Linked DNA regions of Mus musculus: all the other regions are linked to region 2. Evidence: chromatin contacts called from public Hi-C, HiChIP or PLAC-seq and promoter capture Hi-C data. All regions are on one chromosome and are shown on one strand. Each heading gives the region's core, a stretch centred on a gene start, on an enhancer-like site or on the middle of the called end of the contact. The rest is flanking DNA. Distances are from core to core; before and after follow the strand shown. Region 1 has its middle 210 kb from the start of Mir125b-2. Region 2 overlaps Mir99ahg (Mir99a and Mirlet7c-1 host gene (non-protein coding)). Region 3 has its middle 180 kb from the start of Mir125b-2. Region 4 has its middle 150 kb from the start of Mir125b-2. Region 5 has its middle 100 kb from the start of Gm31431.

What was found. Promoter capture Hi-C pulls out the DNA fragments that hold promoters and counts their contacts. A called contact is a pair of places that touch in the nucleus more often than the background predicts. HiChIP or PLAC-seq counts read pairs in DNA pulled down with a chosen protein or histone mark.
Region 1: a contact with region 2 is called in a promoter capture Hi-C map of hippocampal neurons, with 2.5 times the contacts expected there. The contact joins two enhancer-like sites. A contact is called at or near these places in 1 of 39 promoter capture datasets (hippocampal neurons) and 1 of 115 datasets of contacts at active chromatin or transcription factors (embryonic forebrain).
Region 3: a contact with region 2 is called in a Hi-C map of uterus, with 4 times the contacts expected there. The contact joins two enhancer-like sites. A contact is called at or near these places in 2 of 484 Hi-C or Micro-C datasets (both in uterus) and 1 of 115 datasets of contacts at active chromatin or transcription factors (embryonic forebrain).
Region 4: a contact with region 2 is called in a promoter capture Hi-C map of 3T3-L1-derived adipocytes, with 3 times the contacts expected there. The contact joins two enhancer-like sites. A contact is called at or near these places in 3 of 39 promoter capture datasets (the 3T3-L1 cell line, 3T3-L1-derived adipocytes and hippocampal neurons), 2 of 484 Hi-C or Micro-C datasets (cortical neurons and forebrain) and 1 of 115 datasets of contacts at active chromatin or transcription factors (embryonic basal ganglia).
Region 5: an H3K4me3 HiChIP or PLAC-seq map of neural progenitor cells shows a contact between it and region 2, with 5 times the contacts expected there. The contact joins two enhancer-like sites. A contact is called at or near these places in 2 of 39 promoter capture datasets (the 3T3-L1 cell line and hippocampal neurons), 1 of 484 Hi-C or Micro-C datasets (epidermal suprabasal cells) and 7 of 115 datasets of contacts at active chromatin or transcription factors (astrocytes, embryonic forebrain, forebrain and 3 more).

The regions. Positions count from the first base shown.
Region 1 is chr16:77,850,996-77,853,795 of GRCm38.p6, reverse strand. No RefSeq gene overlaps it. Among named protein-coding and RNA genes, the nearest start is that of Mir125b-2, 210 kb to the right of the region's middle. Within about 2 kb of position 1,310, at least 35 of the 459 cell types and tissues checked have an H3K27ac peak or open chromatin away from gene starts, as enhancers often do. A contact at or near this core is called in embryonic forebrain and hippocampal neurons, where this site is marked.
Region 2 is chr16:77,499,148-77,501,847 of GRCm38.p6, reverse strand. It overlaps Mir99ahg (Mir99a and Mirlet7c-1 host gene (non-protein coding)), which reads right to left. Exons shown (of 5, transcript NR_015543.3): 4 at 238-345. Among named protein-coding and RNA genes, the nearest start is that of 9430053O09Rik, 80 kb to the right of the region's middle. Within about 2 kb of position 1,322, at least 195 of the 459 cell types and tissues checked have an H3K27ac peak or open chromatin away from gene starts, as enhancers often do. A contact at or near this core is called in 3T3-L1-derived adipocytes, astrocytes, embryonic forebrain and 5 more, where this site is marked.
Region 3 is chr16:77,826,103-77,828,802 of GRCm38.p6, reverse strand. No RefSeq gene overlaps it. Among named protein-coding and RNA genes, the nearest start is that of Mir125b-2, 180 kb to the right of the region's middle. Within about 2 kb of position 1,337, at least 32 of the 459 cell types and tissues checked have an H3K27ac peak or open chromatin away from gene starts, as enhancers often do. A contact at or near this core is called in uterus, where this site is marked.
Region 4 is chr16:77,795,724-77,798,514 of GRCm38.p6, reverse strand. No RefSeq gene overlaps it. Among named protein-coding and RNA genes, the nearest start is that of Mir125b-2, 150 kb to the right of the region's middle. Within about 2 kb of position 1,369, at least 5 of the 459 cell types and tissues checked have an H3K27ac peak or open chromatin away from gene starts, as enhancers often do. A contact at or near this core is called in 3T3-L1-derived adipocytes, where this site is marked.
Region 5 is chr16:77,985,696-77,988,395 of GRCm38.p6, reverse strand. No RefSeq gene overlaps it. Among named protein-coding and RNA genes, the nearest start is that of Gm31431, 100 kb to the left of the region's middle. Within about 2 kb of position 1,390, at least 32 of the 459 cell types and tissues checked have an H3K27ac peak or open chromatin away from gene starts, as enhancers often do. A contact at or near this core is called in astrocytes, epidermal suprabasal cells, forebrain and 1 more, where this site is marked.

The DNA of each region.
Region 1 (2,800 bases), core at 61-2,560, 350 kb before region 2:
ATTTTCAGGATACGCATGTCAGACTATTTTTTTAAATTTTAGCCTTCATGAATAATGTCATTGTTGGTTTTTAAAGACATTGATACTGGAGAGTGATTTTTGATATTCATATTTTGATGCATTTTTGTTTAATATTACACCTTCATACTAGACTTCAACATTAAATGTCAGTTAAGGATGTATTCTTTTAGAGGAAGTCATAAACTCTAGATGAACCAATGCAGATTCTTATTCTGAATTATCAGTTATTGTCTGGTAGCTTAACATGTATATATCTGTGCAAAGTGCATATGGTATGGCTTTCTCTTATACATGGTAACATTTAATATGTTCTTTTGAGTAAAGTGCATTTATAAAAAGAAAAAGTTAATGATACATGTTATCAATGTACTTTGTTGAAATATGATGGATCTCATTGCAAAGAATGGGTCATGTGTTTTGAGAGAATTGTTATCTGATTATAAGGAGAGCTAACACTACAACATATTTACTAGCTTATATTACATAACATATCGTTTAACTTATATTTGAGATGTAACCCTAGTAACTGATTGACATGTGAGAACAAAGTATCTTGGAGACTTCTACTCATTTCAGAAGGACTCCTGAAAGAAGGTGTCCTTAAAGAACCCAAAGTATTAATAAACCACTTTCTGCTTGGATTAAAAAAAAAAAAACTTAGAAGAAAACGACCTCTTTCAAAGTCATCATATTGCCAGGATTCATGGTAGACAATATCTACTCAACAAATCCCATGAAAAATGTATTTATTTATTTATTTTTGTACAGAAGAAAGCTCTTGCTTTTCTTTTTTCTTTTCATTTTTCTCTTTTCTTCCCTTTTCTTTTCTTTTCTTTTCTTTTTTCTTTCTCTTTTCTTTTCTTTCTCTTCTCTTCTCTTCTCTTCTCTTCTCTTCTTTCTTTCTTTCTTTTTTTTGTGGATTGATAACTCCATCCAGAAAGGGCATTTGTACATGATGGAAAAGAAACATTCTATAGCCAGCTTTGTGGCTGTCTTCAAAACCTTCCACCATCTGAATAACCCCTGAGGTTAAATAGCTGGTAGACATCTGGAGGGAGAAGTAAGAGAAATGAGATCATCAAGGAACGATATTGTGCTTACAACATGTGGCGAAATGAGTGTCTCTTCGCCATCTGTTATTTGTGTGTGTATTTTATTATGTAAATGTTCGTACACACTGCATTCTAAACAAAGGAACATTACTTCCACTTTGCTGGTGCTGCCAAGCTTGCGTATGTGTCCTGGAAAAAGAAAGTGGCAGACAGAGAATTCGGGGTTCATCTGGCCACTTGTGTCCTTTTCCTTTCACCAAGATGGTGAGAGACTCTATGTGGGTTTGATTCCTTTTCTACATCCTGTTAACAAATACAAAGCTTGGCTGGGAATGGAAAACAGTGTCTTGATTACTACAGCTCTGGTCTCAAGCTTCTTTTGCTGGCATCTGCAGGGAGAAAGATGCTAGATGCTAGGATGCCCTGGGATGGTTCCAATGTACACTAGTGATAAATCTAGGCTAGAAAATGAATTTGGACAAAGAAAACAGTCTCTGTGCAATTTCTGCTCATCTGTTTAATTCCTGGCACATATACTCTGGGTCATGGGAAGGTTCTGGTGTACTGCTGTCAGTGTCCCCCTAAACAAGAGGAGTGTGTGTGTGTGTGTGTGTGTGTGTGCATGTTTTGGGGGAATAAAAGTGAGGAGATTTGGGTGACACATATTCTCGTTTAAATTTTCATAAAATTACCAATTTAAATTGAAATGTAATTATCCTAACTGGCATCTTTTTGGCAGCAACATAAAAAAAAATCCTCTGGCTTTACTGTACCAAGCAAAAGCCCCGAGGAGTCCTGACACTGGCCTTTAATCAAAAGCTGAAAAGACACAAAAGCTTTCGGATAATCTATGCCAAGCTATCTTGGACAGCATGGAATTGCCTGGAGCACCCTTCTGGTGGCATTTAAAACACCTGGTGCCCTTAGAAAAAAAAGTACATCTGTGTCTGCGATTTCTCCTTCTGTAATTCCCTTAAATCCTTCTATCGCAACCCATTCTCCTATCTTTTTAAAAGCAAGGATTCGTCAATGGCAGTAAAATAAAGCAGTTTTATTTACCGAGAGAATGGTACTTGTCACTGGCTACGCCTGGAGGTGTCAGACACGGGTGGCCATCTGCACAAACTTCCTCACTGTTTATTTCGTGGGGTTTAATATAATTAAACTATCATTGTGCTCATTGATTCAGTTCAAATTTTAATTTGATAATTGGGGGAAAGGTGTGCATTTGAAATGGAGGCAATTAATTGACACTTTAAATGCACTTGAACAGAAATAATTTAAGTTACACTGTACTTAGTGGTGACTTACACTGTCATGTTTATGCGGATTCTTCCATTTAGCTTGTATCATTACTGGGTAGAGGTAAATAATGTTTCTCACTCTAAATCCCATTGACACTAGTAGTCTAATTCTGAAATTTGGATTTTTTTTCCTGCCTAAAATAATCCCATTCATTTTGTAGTGATTGGCTCTTCTAAAATTCAGACGTTTTAACTCCGAACAACAATCTAATCATTCATAACTAACCTAACACATATGCAAACTAATTATGCAGATTGTCGCATAATTTTGTAAATAGACAGTCTGATTCCCCTTCTAGCAAACACCTTGCATAAAGAAATAATGAGAATAACAAAGATGCAGATTTCCAATTTATAGTAGCAGCTCTACTTGATTTGAATAAAGAAAGAAAAACAACTGGTTATGACTTATTTAACTTTTGT
Region 2 (2,700 bases), core at 73-2,572:
CAGTTATTTCATCATTCAGACATGTTTACAAACCAAACATTTCTATGAAAAGATTTGTTAAAGGCATCAAGGTACCACATAATCTTTTAAAATTATGTAATAAATATTAACAATAACAACAAAACAAACAAAAAATCCCCAAACACTAAGGTATTCTAATATACACAAAGACCTCACTTAAGTCAATATTAAACTTAATTCTATATACAAAACTTCTGTTAACAGGATGTTACTTACAGAGATGAACAGTTTTATGAATTCATCTGTTATTCGTCCCGACGGGTTTTGAAGGATCTCTCCATAGTGTATATTGCTCAGTTAAGACAGGACTCCTATTCTGGTATGCTGAAGAGGAAAAAAATGTCCTTAAATCTTCTTATTTCAGATTATTCTTATTCTATCACAATTTAGGCAGCAACAGGCAAAGATTCCACAATGACAATATGAGAAAGCAAGAAAAAAAAAACAAACCTGAAGGTTTATTTCATATTTACTGTATAAAGTCACTTTTGACATGCCTATACAACTGGTTGTGGCGGCTTTCAAACATGATTTCTAATATATGTATATATAAAAAATTGCTCCAGGTTCTTTGAGAGAAAGCTTGCCGCTGGGAAGTTGATTTTGGCAATTGGCCAAAATCATGTGCAAAGGGGCCTCATTAGGGATTCATGGCAGCCTTCAGTACTCTCAAAAAAATGTGACCCAACAGGCTAAATGAGCCACTAAAATTAAAAAGTAAGAGACAAAGACAACTTACTTAATATTCCTTCCAAAACATCATTAAACTTTTTCTTTTCTTTTTTCAGTACTCAGACCCACGTTTGCCGAATGCACCATCTCCTGCCCTCTAAGGTTCAAACAATTCCTCTTTAAAACTTGTCTATTTTCTTCGCCCGGAATGTTTTTCTTTCTGTGTCACTTTGCAAAGATTTCTCTGGGGATCAAACAATATCTATTGCGATCAGTTCAATCACAGAAAACGAAAACGTCGAAAGACCGACTACAGACTCCTGATTCAAGTTTTCAATAAGCGAACAAAAATAAGTAAGCAATCTTCGGTACATTTCAACTTCCACAGAAGGAAGCACACACACCCTGTAAACTTGCATCTCTTGTATGGGCCAATTTCACTGACAAACTTGGACACCCCCCCACCCCCACCCCCACCCACCAAAGCAGGTCTGATCCCGAAGTCTTACCTAGATGTCTTCTGGCTTTTCTGTAGATCAAAAAGTTTCCTGCCTAGGCACACAGATATTCTTTCTCACACACCATAGAGGCCCTTTTATGAATCCCACACTGTAACAGGCTGCTTTTCAACACCAGTTGAGAGCGCAGTGCGTCAGCTCTTGAGATAAAATTCATGGCTAACACACAATTAGTGGGAGAGGTTGTCTCCGGGAGAATTTATCTTAGAACGAAAGAAGCAGGAGCACAGCTATTTTTTCCTCTTTATCCCTCCCTTTCTTTCCCCTCTTTCTTTCTTTCTTTCTTTCTTTCTTTCTTTCTTTCTTTCTTTCTTTCTTTCTTTCTTTCTTTCTTTCTTTCTTTCTTTCTTTCTTTCTTTTTTTAAATAGCAAAGAGAGGAGGGTGCGGTCAGATGTTAGAATTTTGCCTGAGAAAAGGGCCCTACACAGCACTAGGACCCACTAAATACTAGCAGAGCAGCCCGGGAAGGGAGCCAACGGAAGGACTTTGTTTGACCCAGCTGCCAATCTCCCCCGAAGCCGTGCGCCAGACTAAACACTCACACTATTTTAACTCAAATCAGGCTACAGCAGCTGTTTGCTTTCCGGCTCTGAGTTCGGCACCCACATGGCCTGTGTGGTTCACCCGTGAGCTTTGCGAGCTGCCTTGCTGAAATCTGTTCCGGGGTGGGATTTATCAGTGGAAAGAAAAATTTAACCCTGCACCTCATGGTTAACAGAGATTGTTTGCTTCTCGGCTTTTGATCCGGTCACCAGAAAGTGGTTTTTCTTTTTATAATCTCTGAAAAATAAGAGTGTTAATTTTACACCCAGGGAGAGAGTTGGGATTTGAAAGTGAGGCTTCCGAACTGTTTTGCTTTGAAAGTTTTCTAACATGTTGAAATTAGCAGTGAAGTGTAGCAATAGCAGCGTGCTTTACTGAAACTTTAGGAGCGAGGCTGGTTTCTGCCTGTTCCTGTTCAACACCTTCCACCATCCAAGATGGAAAACTGGGGTTATACCAAGACTCAATAATGTCTCCTCGGTCGTCTCCTCCACTTTTAGAAAGTTCCTTCAGAAGCAACCATGAAGTAAAGCACTCTACATGCAAAGGCACATGCAACCCAAAGCACAAAGCAACCCAATTCACTTTCCTTAAATTTCCAATTACTTAACTACTTCAAGGCTTGAAATCTCATCAATGACCGTCGAAGACTAAAACGTGTCCATTGGTAGCATAGAGCAAAAATTCAATGAGAAGAAAGCCAGAGGAAGGCCAATATTACAATTATCAAAATTAGGAGGACTGGATTTGATAATTAAGATTAACTGCACAAAAAATAGATGGGCACCTCTGGCCATGTGGGGAACATTAGTCAGTAAATCCTTCTTTGTGTTGAGAGAGAGAAGCTATGAGATGAGCTACTATATATATATATATATATATATATATATATATATATATATATATATACTACAACTAAGTATTTTTACTCCTGGTAGACTGTGA
Region 3 (2,700 bases), core at 88-2,587, 330 kb before region 2:
TCATAATGTATGCAATACCCATACTATACTCCACAGACCTAAAGAAGTTAAAGAGAAGGAAGTGGGGATGCTCCAAGTCCATTTAGAAGGGGGAACAAAATAATCCTGGAGGCAGAGGGAGGGAGAAACATGGATGGGAGAGGGGATGGGGAGGGTAAAGAAGGGCAGGATGAGGTATGGGGAGAGACAGGAGAGAGGCCCAGGGGGTCAGGAGAGTGAATGGAAATGTGTAGCTGCAGGGGTGGGGACATGGGAGGAAGCTCTAGGAAGTCCCAGAGACCTGGTATAAGGGAGGCTAGAAGTCAATGTGGTTGACCTTAGCTGAGATACCTAACATGGGGACATGGAACCTGAAGAGGCTCTTGTACCCAGGCAGGACCTCAAGTGGAGGGATAAGGACACTAACTCACCCACAAAACTTTCAACCCCAAAGTTGCCATCTTTTAAGCAACTGCAGGAACAAAAATGGAGCAAAAACTGAAGGCATGGCTGACCAGTGACAGGCCCAACTTGAGACCCATCCCATGGGCAAGTACCAACCCCTGACATTATTAATGATATTCTGTCATGCTCCCCTACAGGAGCCTTGCTTAAATGTCTTGAGAGGCTCTACCCAGCAGTCTACTGAAACAGATGCAGATACAGCCAAACACTGAATGGAAGTTGGGAACCCTTATGAAAGAATTGGGGAAAAGAATTGAAGGTCCTGAAGTGGGTAGGAACCCCACAGGAAGACCAAATGTGTCAACTAACCTGGACCCCTGCGAACTCTCAGAGATTGAGCCACTGACCAAAGGGTGAAAATAATATGGGCAGGACCTAGGCTCCTGGCACATATGTAGCCGAGGGCTGCCTTGTTTGGCCTCAGTGAGAGATGATGCACCTTATCCTGCACCAGAGTAGGGGGCAGGTCTAGGAGGGGCAGAGGAGAGGGGGAAGGACTCTGTGAGGGGGGAGCAGGAGGGGAGCAGAAACTGGGATGTAAATTAATTAATTCATTAAAAAGGAAAATTCAAATGAAAACAAAAGAAACAGACAAAAAAAACCCCAAAAGGAACAAACAAACAGAACAAACAAAACAAGCAAAACAACTCTCCAAACAAAAACATGAAGACAGAACTAACTCCAAAGGGTTTTGGGAAGTCTCTGAAATGACCAGAGTGTGTAAGTGAAAACGGCTGAGAGTCACTCCTAGACCTTACAAGCTGCAGAGGAGACTTTGAGACAAGCCAGCCTCCTGTTAAAAAAAAAAAAAAAAAAAAAAAAAAGCAAGGCACCAGCCAAGAAGCCTGAGATTAGGAGAGCAGCCAGCTGAGCTGCCTAGGAGAAACAAAGACCAGCTGAGCCTTCTGGAAAGGGGACAGTTGGGCTGTGCAGTGGGCTTCCAGTTCCTAACTTTTATAATCTTTCATCCAGGCTGTGGTCGGCTTTTGTAGTTCAACTCTTTTTCACCATTTTTGCTCCTAGAGCAGCTCCTAACTCATAGTCCTGTAATATAACTCATTGGTTCACCAAAAAACAAAACAAAAACAAAAACAAAAACAAAAAAAGCCAAAACAAACAAACAAAAATCTTTGAACCCTTCTCATAGTCCTCCTTGCTATAACTTAATTGTTTTAGATAACATATTCAATAAAAACTAAAAGCAGCCATAAAATATCTTATAAAGGAATGGCCCAGTCTGGGAATATAGCTCATTGGTATTTTCTAGAATATATGTGACCCTAGATTCAGTTCCAACACTGACAACGACAAGAATATCACCAACAACAAAATGACCACTAAAGAAACATTAAAATGTCTGAGCCACAACAACAAAATAATTCTCTGTGTTCAAACTCAATTTGGCAATGGTAATCATCCCAGAATAACAGGGGCCATGTCTCAACTTGTAAAATGCTTGCTGTGTAAGCATGAAGACTTGGGTTGACATTCTAACACTCAAAGACAGAGACAGGAAATCTCTGCTGTTTACTTGGCCAATCAGCCAGCCCAAAGCAACAAGCGCCGAGTTTCAGTGACAGACTGTGTCTCAAAAAAACCCAAGGTGGAAAGTGATTAAATAAGACATCTGCACTGACTTCTTTCCTTCATTTTAACATCCATACAAGTAGACATAAAACTACCTGTCTATACATACACACAGGCATACACACGCATACAGAAAATCTATCAAATTTATCTATGAAATAGCAAGTATGATGTACTGATAAATCCCTAGTGTTCTAAAAACTATGAGATAGGTTTTATTTACTTTCCAAAATACCCATTCGAAGTATTTAGTATCATCATTTATTTACTAGTTTATCATATACAACCCTGTGTTAGTGATATTCTATCTTATAGTAGCTATAAAGTTTTCAATACATACAAAGGCACTACCGTTGGCTGAGGCTCTAAGTGTTCAATCACATAAGACTGCAAGGGGCATGTCACATTCAAACAAGCTGGAACTAACAAGGGATTTAATTATGTTTTGCTCTATTCCATAGTGTAAACGTTTCCTGTTATTCCTAAGACACGATGCTCTCAAGTTTTGTAGGGGTCTAGTCAATTGATTTATGTGATCGTGCCAATGAGGATGTATTAGCTCAAGTTCGTCTGTTTACCAAAATACTGTGCTTTTCTGAGATTTCCTTTTACATATTTGGACCTCTGTGTTTTGTTTTTTGCCATGTAATTATTAATCTTCAAGACACA
Region 4 (2,791 bases), core at 120-2,619, 300 kb before region 2:
TTGTTAGTGTATACATAATATTCACTCAATATATGTTTTATATACTTATCAGCAAAACATACACACACACACACACACACACACACACACACACACACACACCCAAAGAACTAGTCAAGAAAATAATAACTAATAATGGGATAAAATATTAAGAATAACTTAAACAAAAACAAATACCACATTATTCAGTAGCCTTATGAAAACTTAATCAGATTAATTTTTCCTCAATTCAGCATAAACTTAAGCCACTCCACATGGCATTTTATCCCCAGAAGAGGAACATCAATTTTATCTTTGCATGCTTGCATGTGCGTGTGCTTGTGCGTGTGTGTACACACTGATGATTTGTATGGGCACACATAACACAGTGCATGTGTGGAAGTCAGAAAGCTTTTCACTTCCTTTCTCTCCATCTGCCTGCCCTTAAGTAGTCTAGGAGGGCCTAACGCAGGCTACAAAAGAGTAAGCAGCAACTGCTGAGGCACCTTGCTGGCTCTAACCTCAGTTTTATACAGCTGAGAATACTAAGTGTTAGGAAAGGCATGAATCAAGTAGATAGCTCAAAAAGTATATAATTTAATTAAATGGCAAATGAATTCAATCATCAAATTAATTCAATAATTGGCACTAGAAAAAGAATTAGTATCATCGAAAGCTAAATGTATACAAGGTCAGTCTGCTCCTATTTACATACACAGTAGAAATTAAGGTTCGTGGCAACAAAGATCATGTACAGAAAGGTCTACTTCCCGAGTAACTTTATTTATTTTAATTAATATTTTTAAACAAGAAACAGCCCATCTGTTTCCAATCAGTATAATAAATAAATAAATTGTACTTTATTTATGTAATGGAAGATTTCGCAATAGTGAATGGCAATGGTAATGAAAGCTGCTACAAAATAAGCTTGAAAAAAGACTTGATGGAAATTGGAGGTCATTAAGAAGGAATAGAAGGGAATTTCAGAGTTCTACTGTTTCATTAATATAACAAGGGGGCAAAGTCTACATTATGTCTGCTGATCCTTACAATAAAAAGAGATGGTGACAAGACTCTCGTTTGAGAAAGATTAAAATAACTGAACGAATGAGCGATTCATACTTCTTATTTTTAAAGAATACTGTATGTGTGTTGCAACATTTAAACATGATTAAATACATTTTACATTTAATCTTCTAGAATGTGAACTACGGGCTGCAGGACCTCCATTTTGTTAATGGTCGCATACAAACAACATGAAAGACCCTAGAACTGGAGCAGAACACAAAACCTGTGCAGTCTGGAATTCAGAGAGGCTGTAGTGGCGACAAGACTTCTCACCCTGAGGCTGGGTGAAGACCATTGCCTGGAACCTTAAAACACAAGCATTAGTCAGCGTGTGAGAGTCAGCAGGGAAGATTTGGCAGCAAGACAAAAAGGAGTCTCCAACTTCTTTGGGAAGTGTTTTGCCTCTTATCCTAAAGCTATAACTCTGCCAACTGGAGTCAGTGGGCTATTATAGATTTATATATGCATTTAATCTGCCTGGAGAGTTTTTTTTACTTATATGGTACATCAACATTTCAAAACAACCTTTGAAGATACAGAATCTTCCAAGAAGATGATTCTTTATATGTGAGAGGCAGCTTTCCTTCTGAGGGACAGCAATGCCTGGTTTGTTTGAGTACAAAACTGACAGTTGGAAAAGTCTGAAATCTAATTCTGGTTTTTCCTCTTGCTGAGGTTGGCCATATAGAATAAAACTAAACCCGGCTAAGGAAATAGAATTTAAGATGACGTAAAACACATTTTAAGGAACAGCAAAAAAAAAAATCATCTATAGTACATTGGGGAAATTTCTTGACCACTGTTTGGCATCGATCTGCCTAGAAACCAATGTCAAAATTTACATAGAGACTTCATAAAACTCTGTAAAGTGAAATTAAGAATAAGAAGACAGGGTCCTCTGGAATACGCACACAATTCTGTACAATCACTTTTCCTTCACCGTCATAAAGAGATATTAAAATATTCTGAGGATAATTTTAAATTAACGAGATAGCATAGCATGAAAATAAAGTTGATATTGTTAGTTCATACTGTTACAATCAAGAAAAATAATTGTGCGTGACAAGTCGCAGCTTTTTTTTGCTTTAGGCCTCTATGACCATCTCTGTAAGACAGAGAACAACAAAGGGAGGCTGAAGCATGGTCAACAGAGGGTATAACTACTTTTCCTTTTTTTTGTCCTTTCATTTTATTGACTTCAGTTTATTAAAAAAGGACAAACAAATGGGTTAAATCTCCTTGTGGAGTCTATGAACTATAATTTGATTGAAGTGGAAAATTAAACAATATCTAGAATATTAGTTAAAGATCTTAGAAATCTTTCATAAATCCTTCTCTAACATAAATATTATTGATGTAAAAATTTTTTGTTTTTTTTTATTAAACTACTTTATTTATTTACATTCCAAAAGTTGTTCCTCTTCCCCTTTCCCCCTTCCTCCTTCCTGAGTTCTTCACCACATTGCCCCCTTGCATCTTGAGGGTGCTCTTCGACCTGCCCACCCAGCCCCACATCACCCCCACCAGCATCCCTCTTCCCTGGGGCATCAAGTTTCTACAGGATTAAGTGCATCCTCTCCCACTGAGACTATACAAGGCAGTCCTGTGCTAAACATGGCCCCAGGGTAAGGAACCAGCCTATGTATGCTCCTTGGGTTTTGACTTAGTCTCTGGAACCCAGTTAACAGCCTAACTTGGGATCCATCCCATGTGCGTACACCAAATCCTGATCCTGTTACTGAGG
Region 5 (2,700 bases), core at 141-2,640, 490 kb before region 2:
GAAACTTAGTAATTTTTTTTTCCCTCAATTTCTCATCTTCTCTATATGTAAAAGCTTACTGTGAACTGAAGTTCAGGGTGTTTCACAATGTCTCCCTTCTTCTTTGTCACCTAGAACTATATTCTAGGAGACTTTATTATTACTGATATTTGGGGGAAAAATCTGCTTCTCTTCTGCTTCATCCCTTCCAAGGCTCTTTCTGAAGATGTGAATGCAATTTTACACTTATACAAAGCTTGCAAGAGAGAACGTGAAAGTTTAGCAGCAACAGCAAAGGCCCTGTGAACCGATCTAAGTTCATGAATCATAAAGTTAGATAGATTCTTTTATCTCACTCTCAAAGAAAATAAAGTCCTTATCATGGGAACTTTCTAGTCGCAGACCAGCAGAATGAATCTATTCATCCCTGATGCTGCGTTTTGTTGGTGTGTGGTTAAGTGTGGAGTCTCAGTGTAAAAAAATCCCAGTATACATGTGAATACTTGATAGATAATGACTGCACATTCCAAGGACAGACATAAAGTATGATTCCTTATAAACCTGTCACTCTGGATCATAATTAGTATAATTCCGTTTTGTTTTAGTTGCATGACATCATTTGGTTTTAAAACAAGCAACTTCATCATAAGAAAAAATGTTTAACCGTCAAGTCAGCAGAGCCCAAAGCAAATTTCCCATGTGTTAACATCAAGAAAATCTTGCATAGACAAGCATTATAGCAACTTCTGAAAGGAGGCTAGGATAACAGAGGCCAACTTCACTTTGATACAATCGGCACAAACGCCAGAAGCACTTGATACAAACATTGCAGCTAAAAGGAGACACTACAGTAAGATGTTTGCATTTCACTAAAGTCTTTAGCATGCTGGACCAGGTGGGACTATACAACATACATGTAGTATCCAAAAGGAGGTTAGGAACTGTAGGATCTCGATTTTTTTTTTTTTTTTTGGATTACTTTTCGATGTTTTTCATTTTTGAACAAGAAAGAGACAATGCGTTTCCGGGGAACTCCTCACACTCTGGGATGGCATTTAGTGTGGATCCTTAAGCATGCCGTCCCTCTCCCTGGACAAAGAAGCGTCTCTTTTAAAAGTGAAGGGCTGGCTTTTGCATCCAGACCGTCATATATTTTTCTCTGAGTACTGGTTTTGGGAATGGCTGTGTTCTTTCGGTTTCTCCCACACTTGGGGAATTTATCCTTAGGCAACTTCAGATGGATCCATGCTGGGCTTTTGACGATTGAGCTCTAGCTCAGAAAAGGAGGTTGAAAAAGAAAAAAAGAAAGAAAAAAAACCGATCTTTTTCATCACCCAATGAAAGTGCAAAGAGATATTTTTTGAAGAACAGGGTGTAATTAGCCTAAATGGAATTGGGCCAAATCTGCAGCATTAACAGGCTAAATGTGTCTCTAGCTCTTAGAGCATTCCAAAGATAGGCTCATTCTTGACTGTTATGGATAAAGACTGAAGCATCTACAGAAGTCTAAAATAAGAAAATGGGAAGCATGGAAAAAGAAAAAAAAAAAAACCAAAACAGCCTAGTCCTCGCACAAATCAAAGATGGTTACTAAAGCTTGCTATCCTTTCCCCAATCGAAAAAAAAAATCCACATGACTAACTTTTCTAAGAAGAGACTGCAATGCCCACCGGGAATGGGACAGATAATAAATGTAGCTGGCACTCTTGCCCAAGAGGAACTATTGTTCCATGTAAGGAATGAAAGCCAAACCCTTTCAAGAGTTAAAGAAAACCTAATTTAAGGACACATCTAAATTAGTTGCATAAAAGCAACTGAAATAAGAAAGGGGTTTAAAAATATCCGATGTGAATACTCAACGTGTCAGCTGACCCAATACAGTGCAAAACAACCCCCGTCCCCACCACTTCTCAAAGAAAGAAAGAAAAATCATGAAAGAGAAGAAGGAAAGGAAAGGAAGCCAGCACCACGCTTGCTCTGCTGAGCTCATCCTGACTTTTTGAGATACGTTTTTAAGTTCAACATGAAATTTTATGATTCTTCGAAGCTGAAATGATTTCTTTTTCTAGCTATTATTTCTGTTCCCAACTGCAGGCTATAACAGGTAGGATAAATGTGGTAAATGTACCTAAGAGTCTGGACCTGGACTGCTTTTGTTTTTTTGTTTTTTTTTTTTTTTGTTGTTTTTTGTTTGTTTGTTTGTTTTCAGTAGGAAGTCTCAAATAGTGCTGAATGAAAACATAACATCTGGAAGTTACTAAGATGACTGGAGGGGTGTTGTACAGATTTTTAAGAAAGCCTTTCTGTCCAGCAGTTTTGTTATACTAACCAAATGAAACATGACTAGGCCTAAATTATTATTATTTAGGACTGTTACGTCATTTAGGTGAGAAGACAATCTAAGTTTTGGAGATAAACTTCTATTGAATATGATCTTGGACTTCAGAGCTTTGATTTTGAGCACTGGACTCTCAGATTTTGCCCCATCATGATAGCCGATGCCTCAGTCTGTTCGTTTTACTCTTATCTAAAGCACTTATATTTGAACTGGAAAGATCTTCATGGTGACATGTTGCAAGGGTGGTCCCCATTTTGGCATGGCCCAGAAGAGAGACAACTCTAGACTGCGTGTGGAAACAATTGGAACTAGATCCCCAGTTTGAATGCCATTGGAAAAAATCACACAATGCTTTGAAAAAAATAGTGATAATGTTTCATTTG